Linked DNA regions of Zea mays: all the other regions are linked to region 1. A link is a contact called in public Hi-C data. All regions are on one chromosome and are shown on one strand. Each heading gives the region's core, a stretch centred on a gene start, on an enhancer-like site or on the middle of the called end of the contact. The rest is flanking DNA. Distances are from core to core; before and after follow the strand shown. Region 1 holds the start of LOC100285436 (synaptic vesicle 2-related protein). Region 2 holds the start of LOC103645469 (ankyrin-2). Region 3 holds the start of LOC100276638.

Region 1 (3,943 bases), core at 475-2,974:
CACTACATGAGGTCGCTAACTGAAATGACTCATTGGTTTATTGACTCAGTGAACTGATTCCAACCACAGGTCACATAGTAAAACTAATACCAGTACCACGACCACTGTCAAAACTGTATTGGTTATTTGGACGTAGGTGTGATTAGATCCAATATCTTCAGACTAGTGAGAAATGAAATCAGTTTCCTGTGAATCCTAAAGGACTTGAAATTATTCCTGCCTGCCTTAAGAAGCCAAGGCCTGTAAATTGAAACATAAAGAGTTTGCTGGAGCAGATCCTTACTTTCTTCCGTATCTGTCGGAAATAAAGCCCCAAGCACAAGCTCCGATTAGCATGCCAGCAAACACAACACTGGATAGCAGACTCTCGTCTTGGGGAGAGACATTCCACTCTTCCCGCACCACTGGTCCAAGGAATGACAATAGCATGACCTCCATGGCTTCTGCAACCCAGCCCATTCCTGCATATGCAAGGACAAGTGCTTGGAACTTTCCAAACCCCATGAGCGTAAGAGCGTCATCAGTAGTGTATGTTTCCATATGAGCAGCACCTGCAGATTCTGCAAAGCAAAAGGTGTCTCTAAGAAATTCCAAGCATAAACTTGTGGTGAACCAACAATCAGAGATTTTGAGATTGCACGTATTTGCTTTTATAGTGTTTGTCAATACCATATACAAAACGAATCCATTTTTAGGGAACATACTGGACTCACCACTGAACCAGTGTGTGTAGCACCGTGATCTGACAACGCTTATTTGATGAGTAGAATGAGTATCAGTGTCTATCTGATCCAAGTTTCAGAATCAACCATTGCAGTGCATTGACATTTTCTCTTTTTTTTCCTTTTTTTCTTTTGCGAGAAGATCTTTATTTTTCTGGAGTAAAAGAGGATGCCGATCGCCACTGCACAGTGAAGGAGGTCAATGTTCAGAAACAGAAGGCAAGTGTAATCCACCCAGCAAATTAAGGGAGCCATGCTTTATTGACAGAAGCTGAGAGCACAAAGGAAGCATAACTACAGAAGATGGGCAGCATAGTAACGATAGCGGAGACGAACTGCCATATTTCGGCATAGTATATTCCTTGTGGCTAGAGAGATCGTACGGTATATTGGCTGAAGATGCGCAGGAGCGTCGACTTTGAGTGGCAGCTGATTGGGTACATCTTCTTGACACTGGTTTCTCAACTCAGACTAAAGAAACGCCACGAGTAAATACGCGGAGCTACAGGTCCATGGTTTTGCCATAGACCATAGTTCAGGGCCGAATTTCAGAGCGTGCATACAGATACAGTGAGAGCACTGCCGCTTAAGTCGAGCAGTACATGTATGCCTAGCCTAGTGTGTGCGCCCGCCGCACTCTCGCAGGAGGAGACCGCCACCGGTATTCGGCTACGGCAGGCCTGGAGCGGGGTGGAGGAGGACAGACGAAGGAAACGAAGGAATCAGTAAGAGGCGAGGGCAAGGGAGGAGTGGAGGGAAACGAAGCGAACCCAGGCTGGCGGGCGAGCTGAGCAGCGGATGCGGGCGACGCCGGTGACTCAGGACCGGCACTTCGAACGGAGGAGCGGTCGGTCCCTCTCCGCCCCGGCTGGCCGGTGGGCGCAGAGCGGCTTAGGTCGCGCCGCTCGCTGTTTGTTGGGAGGCGGTAAGACGAACGAGTAACGAGCGAGCCGCCTAGAGAGCAGATCAGCGTAGCACTTCTGGTGAGATGTTCAGTTTCGTTTGAAGTAGTGGGCGCTCCGGTCTTGGTGGTATTTTTATTTTTAAAACTATTTCTAAAAATAATATTAGGAATTTACTTAGAAAAAATATGTTTGAGCGCAGAAATCCTTCTAGCATGACTAACTATGTTGCCGTTTTTTTAATTTGATGATCCAAATGACACAGCGTGCTAAATTGGAGAACTACCGCTGCATTTTACGCTATCAAAAATATCGACTAGAACATGTTAAGCTAATCATCACCACCATTGTAAAGTAACGCAGTGTCCTCATTCCAACCCTCTACGATAATCTTATTCATGTGGATAGGCTCACCTTTCTATGTCCTATCTTATTTTTGTGTGAAGTATTTGGTCTCCAATTTACAGTGGCTTGAGAATTCAAGCATCCTTCTTTGCTCGCTCTTCTTCTCCTGCAAGATCGATGAGTTCGCAAAGTCTAGAAGTGTCCTCTTTATCTTCACCACTTTCATGGACCTCCGTAATATGAGATAATACACAAAGAGCCATTTTTACTTTATGCTCCTATGTCTTTCTTCTTTCAAACCTGACATGTGCTACCTTACTAGCGTGCTCATTGCATATATTGTTCTTTTCCTACAAAGAGAAATACGATAAATTAGCCACCTACATTAAAATAAAAACAAGGTATCAAAATAATTACATAATCCAAGGCAATCCAAGCACTCATTGTGCAAACCAGCAACAAGGTCATTCATGAGTTGCAATTGAATTTTGTCTCATTTGCCCTCTCCTCCTCTGCTTTCTACCTGGCATTCCATGGCCCTTGCATCTCTCAAACATACCACCCATTTGTACTTAGATATATCAAATTAAATAGATCTTGTTTCTATGCTTGGCGACGTAACTTATCTTTTTGGATTCTAACAAATTTGTTGACACACTGAGATCCATATTTTGATTTTTGTTGCATTACTTGCTTCTATCGAATTGTATCCTCACATTCATGTCTAAATTTGGAATCCTTTTAGTTTCATTTTCTAGTGCTCCATTGACAAAAGGTCATTATATGCCAAATGTTCAATTTTAAGTATTTAAAAATGTCCCACCAACCTCATCGTAATCAACCATATGGTCGCATCGATTGTCTATTCTAAGCTCCAAAGGAACTAGGGCGTAGCGTGCTTCAATTCCACATTTTTAGAGGATTGGGAGGGCTATGATATGTTTCTTTTCTTTCTCATTTTCTTTGGCTCTGACCAATAAGACTTAGGTATATGCATCCACTCAATAAAATGACACTTTCAATATTCATGGTGCAGACGAGGACATTATTAATTCTAGGGGTAAATACAAGGATCAAGATAAACAAAGATAAGGACAACTACATCTCCATAATCACGTAGAGGAGGGTTCTCAATGTGTTCATTGGTAGCTTTGATCTTCTCTTCGTTCATCATTGATGGGAAATTATATGGACGTGAAACCCACCGCTTGAAGCACTCGAGTGGTCGTCTTTCTCTGCACTAGCCATTGAAAAGTAAGTACCTTGCATCCAACTTTTCAAGACCATCCATGCTCTACAAAAAGGCACCTCTCATGGTCCTAAATAGGTCGATGACATCAACTTATCAGTAATTTAATAACATATATCAAGAAAAAACTAAATAAAATAAGTAATTTAATAACATATATAAACAAAAACTAAATAAAATAATTACTTACATTAAAACGACGACATATGTAGAACCAACAAGCGCCTATGTCTGGATGCCTTGATTGAGACTGAAAGGAATGATGACACCTAAGAAGGGGGCTAATTTAGGTGACCTAATTTCTTCTCTAAACTAATGCCTCTATTTTTCTCCTAGTCAAAACCTATACAATAAACAAACTATCTTATGTGTAACTATGATTTTGACTAAGTGTTGTTATCTCTACTGCAGAGAGTTATAGAACGTAGGTTCCAATCCTATTCATTAGCCTATAACTAAGCTAGGATGGTAAAGCATACAATTAAGGTAACATAATATAATCGTGGAAGCTTAAGTGTGATAGAGATAAAAACTTACGTTGACGTGCATGTATTTTTACTAAGGCATTGATAAGCATGGAAACTCCTCCCTAATGCTCGTTGGAGCCCCATGTAAGGAAAACCCATGCAAGAGCCAAGCTCCTGGCCAAGTAACTCTGTGTATAGTCCTAGTCTTTCTCCACGCACAAGTTGTGCTTTGTTTGTGACCTCTCTTGAATACCCTCG
Region 2 (3,943 bases), core at 423-2,922, 490 kb after region 1:
TGGACCCTTTACTCGGCGCCGTAGCCTATGGCGCCGAGTTAACACAGCTCGGCGCCATAGGCTATGGCGCCGAGGTACGTGCTGCGTTGGCACAAACGGACGTCGTGGACGACGTGGTCCATCGGTATAATCAGCGGCTTGATCACGATGAGGACCGAAGTTTGAGCCCCCCTCCACCGTGACCTCAGGCCTTCGGTCGCCACAAGGTTTTCGTACTATTATGCATATCTCTTTTTTTATATGGTTTTCATACCTCCTATTAACAAGTTATTCAAGTTCCTATTTCAGAAATGGAAACTCCCTGCTGCATGACATGTGAAAAACTCGTATGTACTAGATATTTTGTGTATCCGTCCAAAACTTTAATTTGGACTTGAAATTGAACAACTTTGCTGGTTTTTTTTGTTCCATAGGAGCAACGAACATCATGATCTTTGATAATGCAGATGGAAACACATATTGGAGTACTCCTGATTAATCCATATGGAACTATCCCTGTTTTTTCGATAATGAAAAAGAATATGCGTCTTCAGCCTCATGCATAGACGAGGAATCGAAGCACACTCATTACTTACAAAAGAAGAATCACGGTGTAACCTGTAAGCCTCAGCAAACATGGAAGTTCGAAAAACGTGACCCTAGGAGAAAAAGGCCATGCGGCGTGAGAGAGGCGAAAAAGGCAAGTTTCTCTCCTAATAGACATATATTAGCTGTCATCACCGACTGTTCGGCGCGCTAGTGACTTGCGATGCCTATCCGATCGATCTCACGGCTTACTCGTTATCGCCGCGCGCTGACAGAGAGAGAAAAAATGGTTATAGTTAACAAGAAGACACTAATAAAATGCTAGTTTGGCATGACGATCCATCGGCGGCGCGCGGCATATAAACCGTGACGCGCTAAGGGCCACGCTGAGCATGCATGTTCCACTGCGAGCCTCGGCCCTTTGGAGAAGCCGAGACGCGTCCTAGCTACGGCCGAACTCGTGAAATGAAAAGGCGGACGTGTGGAGGACACGCTAGCTTTGCAAGACAAGCGAAAACAAGCGGACAAACCACACAACACACACAGCAGTATCCGCGCTGCTCGATCGTCTCTCCTCGTATAAAAAAGGCTGCTTTTTTTCTAACAAGATGCACAAAGAGGCACCCCTAAATTCAGGGCGAACGTAAAAGTGAGCAGAAACATGTAAAAAAAAAAGACTAGTAGCAACAAAGCGAAGAGTACTGCACTGCCACTACCATGTTGGACGGGGATGCAAATATGCCAAGGACGTGTGTTTTTGGCAGGCACGTAAATGGCTCCGCCGCCGCCGCCGCACCACCACCACTACGTACTAAACGCCATTATTTTAATGGAGGTTTACTACCGCTAAAGATAATCGGCACGGCAGCATGGAGCGCGGATTCGACGCGCTAGCTGCCTGCGCTGCAGCTAGATGTCGATCCATCTCTCTCTTGCAGATAGCGTGCGTACTACCACCCACCGGCCGCCGACGTCACAGCAGCTAGGAGACAGGACAAACGACACCGGCCGCGGACGCCATCTCTAGTCTAGCCGCGCCGCGCGCGCCTTGCATGGCACTGTGCATGCCTGCATGCAAAAAGATGACGGCGGCTAGATTTGACTTTAATGCCTGCAGCGGCGTCGTCCGTCCGTCCTCACTCGCCATCGCCGCCAGCTCTCGCTCATGGCGGCCATGGCGTTTGCAAGCTCTCGATCGTCATGGCGACTGCAAGAAAATTGAACTACCTAGCTAGTGCGCATACCTGCAACCATACGAGTACGGATCGAGATTTGGAAAATCAAAGAGTAGTCATACAAATACAAGCAAATGAAATTGTCATTAGGGGTAATCCAAACATTACAACATACGGTCCAGGTTATTGAAACGGGAACTACACGGACGGTTTCTCCGCCGGGGAATTGAAATGCCAGTACAACAAACATGTAAAAAGATACAACAACGCAATAATAAGGAACGAACACGGCAGTAAACAAACTGCTGGACGAACGCCCCTTCTGCGTTTTTTGACGACGATCGACGAGCCTGCTAGCTGCTGTGTCAACGGAACCTGGCCAGGTCCAGGGTGACCTCGTCCTCCGACGGCGTCAGGAACTCCCTGGAGGCCATCTGGACGACGTCGACGTCGTCCGCCGGAACGGCGACGACGTTGCTCGGGCCGGCACCTGCCGCGTCGGCGCCACCGCCGTAGGCGGCGCTGCCATGGGCGGCGTACGGCGCCTGCTGCCACATGACGCTGTTGTCGATGAAGGGGTACGTGAGCAGCTGGTTGGCGGTGGCGTAGGAAGCCTGCTGGTGCTGGTAGTGATCGTGCTCCATCATCTGCGGCACAGGCGCCGCCATTCCCCCCATCGGAGCCATAAGCCGCATCGTCGCCGCCGGCGCGCCGCCGTAGTAGGCGTTGAGGTCCAGGTGCAGGAACGGCGCCACGATGTCGGAGCTCATGCCCCCCTGCAGCTCGGCCGGCGCGGGCGACGACGACGACGCGCCCAGGTACAGCCCCATGGCGGTCATCTGGTCAAAGCTGCCGGGCGGCGCGGCGGCGGACGCTGGGCTGCTGATCACCTCGCCGTACGAGTACGACCCGAGGTTGTAGGACGACGGGGGGGAGTCCTCGGCCGCCGGCGGGGTCTGGTCGGCGCCGGCGCCGTCGGCGAGGTCAGGGTACAGGCTGCGGATGTACTCCTCCAGGACGGACCACTGCCCGGCCGGCACCTGCTGCGCGTTGCTCTTCTTCTTCAGCCGGCGCTTGGCCTTGAGGCTCCGCTTGGTGGCGTTCCAGTGGTTCTTCACGGCGTTCTCGGAACGCCCGGGCAGGAACGTGGCGATGGTCGACCAGTGGTTGCCGCACCGCTTGTGCGCCTTGATCAGCGCCATGTCGTCTTCTTCAGTCCACACGCTCTTCTGTTAATTATTTTTGTTGCATTGCATGTCAGAGAAGAAAAGCAAGCAAACGGTGCGCAGCAGCAGCTCAAAAGATCCAAATAAAGCACACTAGGTTGGTTAATCGACGATCAGAATGCCCCATCGGTGGTCACAAACTTGGCATGTATATGCGCATACATATATAACCACAGATAAGCTAGAAAAAATGAATAATATTCTCCACGGCAATCAATCCGGCCGTGGCTAATTATATTGCCACAGTTAGTGGGCAGAGTAAAAACACATGCAACTCCCACTAATTCTTACCGAGTTAATGCCCCCACTTTCGAATCTAGACCAAAATTTAGCAGGATTTGTTTACGTAGGAATTAAAGGCAAAGAAAAATCCCCCCCCTCGCGAATCATGTGTGGGGAGAGCGAGGGGATATCGCTCCCCCAAGCCACAGCTACACTACACTGCACACAGATCGAATTCAAAGCTTCCATCCACGCATCAAGATCTGAGAGATCGAATGAGAAGATGGATCGATCGAAAAAAGAGAATACGCACCTTGAGGTCGGGGCGCAGGTGGTTGGTCCATCTCTCGCGGCACTGCTTGCCCACCCTGCCGGGGAGCGACTGCGCTATCACCGCCCACTTCCGGTCGCCGTGCTTCATCACCATCTCCCTGAGGACTCTGCAAAGCGAGCAACCACGGATCGAGCAAGCGCGCGGCCGGCCGCCGGCACACGTTCAGCAGCCACGACCAAACACTCTCCTTACTTGCACCGAATCGAAACAAAAGGGAACGAGAAAAAAAAAGGAGCAGAAGAATGAGAACTCAGGGGAGCAAGTACTCACACGTCCTCCGCCTCGGTCCAGGGGCCCTTGTGGTGCTGCGCCCTATGCCCGCCGATGCCACCGCCCGCGTGGGGCGGCAGCTGCTGCTGAGCCCCGCTCCAGGCGGCGCGCAGGGCGCTGGACATGATGCCGCCGTACCCGGCGGACGCCGCCGCCAGGGCTCCTCCGGGCAGCACCATGCCAGGCGGCGC
Region 3 (3,943 bases), core at 945-3,444, 270 kb after region 1:
GCTAGACTGTAAAACTAAGAAACGTAACACAAACTAAGTTGATAAGTATTTGATTTTCAACCAAACTTAGGTAAAATTATTCTAGGCTTCATATGTCATTGGGTAAAAAGTATGATAAAATTTTCTTAAGTATGGCTTCAAATTTTCTTGACAAGTTTACCTAAGGTTAGTTCTTAGAAATTGTGGTTGGTCTTTTAACCATTAAATACTGCAACGAGATTTCAATTTAGGTCTCAAACTATAAAATTGCACTATCTGAATTTCTAAACCATACAATTAAGTACCCTAAATACTTGTACAAATTTAAGTAACAATGACATAACACGTAGTTAGCTCAGTATGGAATGATATATGGGCTCGCAGGTCATAATTGTGCAGGTGGTTCTAAACTATGAAACTATAAATCTAGATTTGTAATATAAGTAACTTTGCTTAGAAATTTTATATGAATTTAAAAAGGAGAGATCAAGTCAATCAAAATTTTAATGGTGACATGATTTTGAAGAGGTTCGCTGTTACATGGAAAAAAAGAGAAAAGTAAATTGGATAACTGACGTTCTGCTATGGGCCAAATAGATAGGGACGAGGACGCGAACGGCTTGCAGTTGCAGCCGATCAGACTCGAAGGTAGCGTGAGAGGGTGGGTCGAGACTAATTTGGCCCAGCGACTAGGATGAGTTAAAAAAAAGATTTAACTTAGTTTTAGTTTTATGGAGTTCAAAAATTAGTCTAATTCTATAAATATTAACCTAAAAATTCTATAAAAATTACTAGAAATATATCGATACCTGAGAAAATTGGATGTGCGATTTAAGGACTTCTTTATAAACATCTTGGCACATTTTATTACAAGCTCATGAAAGCTTGTATGAATCGGCATGACGAAAACAAAACAAATATTTAAGACATTTATCTAAATAATAGATTATTTTCTTTTTGAATTTTGTGTTGCTACATCTCATTTATAGAATAGTTTTTATCTAATAAAATTCATTTCTATTTATCCAAGTTTTGAACATATTGCTAAATATTTGCGAGGAATATAATGGTTTAGTTATGTCTTCTATTCACATAACGAAATATAATAAGAAATGACACATGAATACATAATATATTGTGAGAAAATTAGAAAAAAGGTGAAATCACGTAGTGCTATGCACGTACTGAGGTAGAAATTAGGGGGGAGTGTGACATTTGTGAATATAGAAGACGATAGGGAATGTTACAATTCAAAAGTGTATTTTGACTTTGATGGTCAAATATATAAACTCATCATAACACACCAATGATTTAATAATAATATAGCTCTTGTGTCACTGAATATTTGTCGGAGAAGGCTATACATTTTGTAGTACAACGTTCTGATGTAATAAGATACTCTCTGTCTCAAATTAAAATTCATTTTAGTAAAATAGTGCATTCATTTAATATTTAATGTACATGTTTTATAGATGTGTTTATATTCAATATCATCTATTTGAATTTAGATATAAAAAAAGTATTCAATATCATTTATTTGAATTTAGATATAAAAAAGAAGAGCTAAAACGACTACTATATTGATATAGATGGATTATATAAATAGGTGTAGACAAGTGAGTTCTCACGGGATGATGCCGTCACATGGTGAATAGTGCGTACTCCCTCCGTCCCAAAATATAGTTCTTTCTGACACTTTTTTTTCGTTCACATTCATCCTAATAATAAAGAACGTAGATATACATACAAACTACATTCGTAGATTAATTAATGAATATTTGTATAGTCTAAAACAGATTATATTTTGGGTCGGAGAGCTGGTCAAATGTCCGTAGACGATCGAAAACCAGGATGCCATGCATGTTCACCATATGCTCAAGTGAATATTGAACTATAGAGTCTAGAATGGTGTCTTGATATTTGTATATTTTTTTCTGAAAGTTCGGTTAAAGTGAATCGGTGCTTTCATGTAAGGGCACTTGTAGCTTGGTTAAAATAATTTTTTTTTAAATTAGGAATGTTTGGTTTCTATTTTAAGTCCTAATCACGTAATGGACGCGACCAACCTAACCACGTTCCTCTCCGGCAGCATGCACGGCAGGCGGTCAACGCCGTTATGGGTAAGACGGCAGTAGCTGGGAGGCAAGTACAGCACACCTCCAGTTCCTTTCCTTGACAGGTGCACAAAACCATTTCACTTCATCCCGAGCTTGCTTTAACCATCTGGTCGAACCATCAACTATAAAAATCCTTATAACCCTCCATCGTTTGGTCACTGCTCCCGCACCACCATCGCAATTTGCATCAAACATGGCTCGCGTTCTCGCCGCAATCGCCGTCGCGACGGCGTTCCACCTCCTCGCCATGCTCCACGGTGCCTCAGCCGCGCGGCCGATGGGAAGGCAGCAGGCGGCCGCATTCCGGACGGGGACGTTGGCGTTGGCGCCGGCTGGAGATCAAAATCAGCAGCGGCGCACGGCGGCGGCGGCGGCCGCCGAGGCCGGGAAGTGGCTGCCGTTCGCGGGCGTGCACCACCACCTGCCGGCGCCGGCGTACTGGGCACACAGGCCGGCGCCGTGGGTTGGAGCCGGCGGCCTGGGCGGCGCAGGCGCCGTGGAAGGCGAAGGCGCCGAGGGGGAGGTGCTCGTGCGGGAGCGGGAGCGACGCCAGCGGCCGATGTACGAGGGCGAAGGGACGATCACTAGGCAGGAGCAGCTCGCAATGTGGGCGTCGCTGCTCAACCCCGAGGGGAAAGGGAGGACGGCCACGGGCTGGCTGCCGGCGCCGGGAGCTGGCGAGGTGGCCTACGAGGAGCCGGTCAAGGCGGCGGACGCGGTTGAAGGGGCGGAGGCGGACGACCCGGCAGCCGACGGCGCGCGGGCCGGACAGACCTATTGGGGAAACAATGGCAACTGACGACGTAGAAGATGACACTTATGTTTTGCAACAGGAACTTATAAAATGCAGAAATATATGTTAGGCAAAATATATATATTGTGAACGATAAAAAATACTTACATTCGATTGTAGCCGTGATTATGGCCAATAGGACTTCTTATAAAAGCACTCTATAATATCTAAATATAATCTCAAAAGGTGAGGTATACAAAGCGAAAATATATTTTCCTGTACGTCATATACTTGTTTACTTGACTTTAATCTGCATCTGCTACAATATTTTATTTCTATAGATTAGAGTTGTAACAATCTAAACAGCTGACTTTAATCAAAGCGAATAACCTGATGATCGAGTTGTCCGACCCATTCCTATTGATAGCCGTGATTAGTTGATTAATGATTACGGCCATCAGGGTCAGGGGCCTGACAAGGTTTAACAATGGTCCAGCCCAACACGCTCCACCTCCGCCCTCAGCTGTTTTTTTATTAAACTAGATATGTGCCCGTGTTGCTATGAGAGTTAAAAATCCATATAAAACATAGATATGTAACAACAACTGTCACTATGATATATAAATATCCGTGTAGCAAAATATCACCTTAACACTAATATTATACTCTAAGTATAGACTAAATGCTTTGGTACCTATTCACAGTCGAAGATTTAACTGGGAAAACATGATTAATCATTCACTACCTAGATGCAACTGAGAACACAGCAAGAACCCAATTTGGAAGGACGAAAAAGAACAAAATGCACACATTTCAACTCATCATTCCGAAATGAACATCCATCAAAGCTAGCATAGCATAGCTACATGCATTGATAAGTAGGTTAAACTAGCTCAAACAATTTCGGAGATAAATAATGTACTCCTTTGAATAGCTAACACGACATTTGGTATAAGTTTTATATCCTTACTTTTCACATATGAGCATTCATATTTGCTAGTTATAAGCATCACGTTGTAAAAGTGTTGTGGAAATGATTGAGTAAATTTGATGGTAATTGATAATTAGTCACCATTTTCTATATATTGTGCAAAAAGAGTAGTACGCCTAAGAA

What was found. Hi-C and Micro-C count contacts between places; a contact is called where the count stands out from the background.
Region 2: a Hi-C map of endosperm shows a contact between it and region 1, with 2.4 times the contacts expected there. The contact joins the promoter of LOC103645469 here to the promoter of LOC100285436 in region 1. A contact is called at or near these places in 3 of 25 Hi-C or Micro-C datasets (bundle sheath, ear and endosperm).
Region 3: a contact with region 1 is called in a Hi-C map of bundle sheath, with 3 times the contacts expected there. The contact joins the promoter of LOC100276638 here to the promoter of LOC100285436 in region 1. A contact is called at or near these places in 4 of 25 Hi-C or Micro-C datasets (bundle sheath, ear, leaf and 1 more).

The regions. Positions count from the first base shown.
Region 1 is chr1:258,997,698-259,001,640 of Zm-B73-REFERENCE-NAM-5.0, reverse strand. LOC100285436 (synaptic vesicle 2-related protein) reads right to left here and starts at 1,724. Exons shown (of 7, transcript NM_001158329.2): 1 at 1,493-1,724; 2 at 714-904; 3 at 284-560. The coding sequence starts at 540. It overlaps LOC109943771 (a long non-coding RNA gene), which reads right to left. Exons shown (of 2, transcript XR_002266851.2): 1 at 3,409-3,943; 2 at 3,071-3,288.
Region 2 is chr1:258,509,516-258,513,458 of Zm-B73-REFERENCE-NAM-5.0, reverse strand. LOC103645469 (ankyrin-2) reads right to left here and starts at 1,672. Exons shown (of 8, transcript XM_020543799.1): 1 at 1,526-1,672. The coding sequence starts at 1,672. It overlaps LOC100193638 (MYB-type transcription factor), which reads right to left. Exons shown (of 3, transcript NM_001138737.1): 1 at 3,753-3,943; 2 at 3,462-3,588; 3 at 1,827-2,929. The coding sequence ends at 2,066.
Region 3 is chr1:258,728,180-258,732,122 of Zm-B73-REFERENCE-NAM-5.0, reverse strand. It overlaps LOC100276638, which reads left to right and starts at 2,194. Exons shown (of 1, transcript NM_001150376.2): 1 at 2,194-3,070. The coding sequence starts at 2,290. The coding sequence ends at 2,895.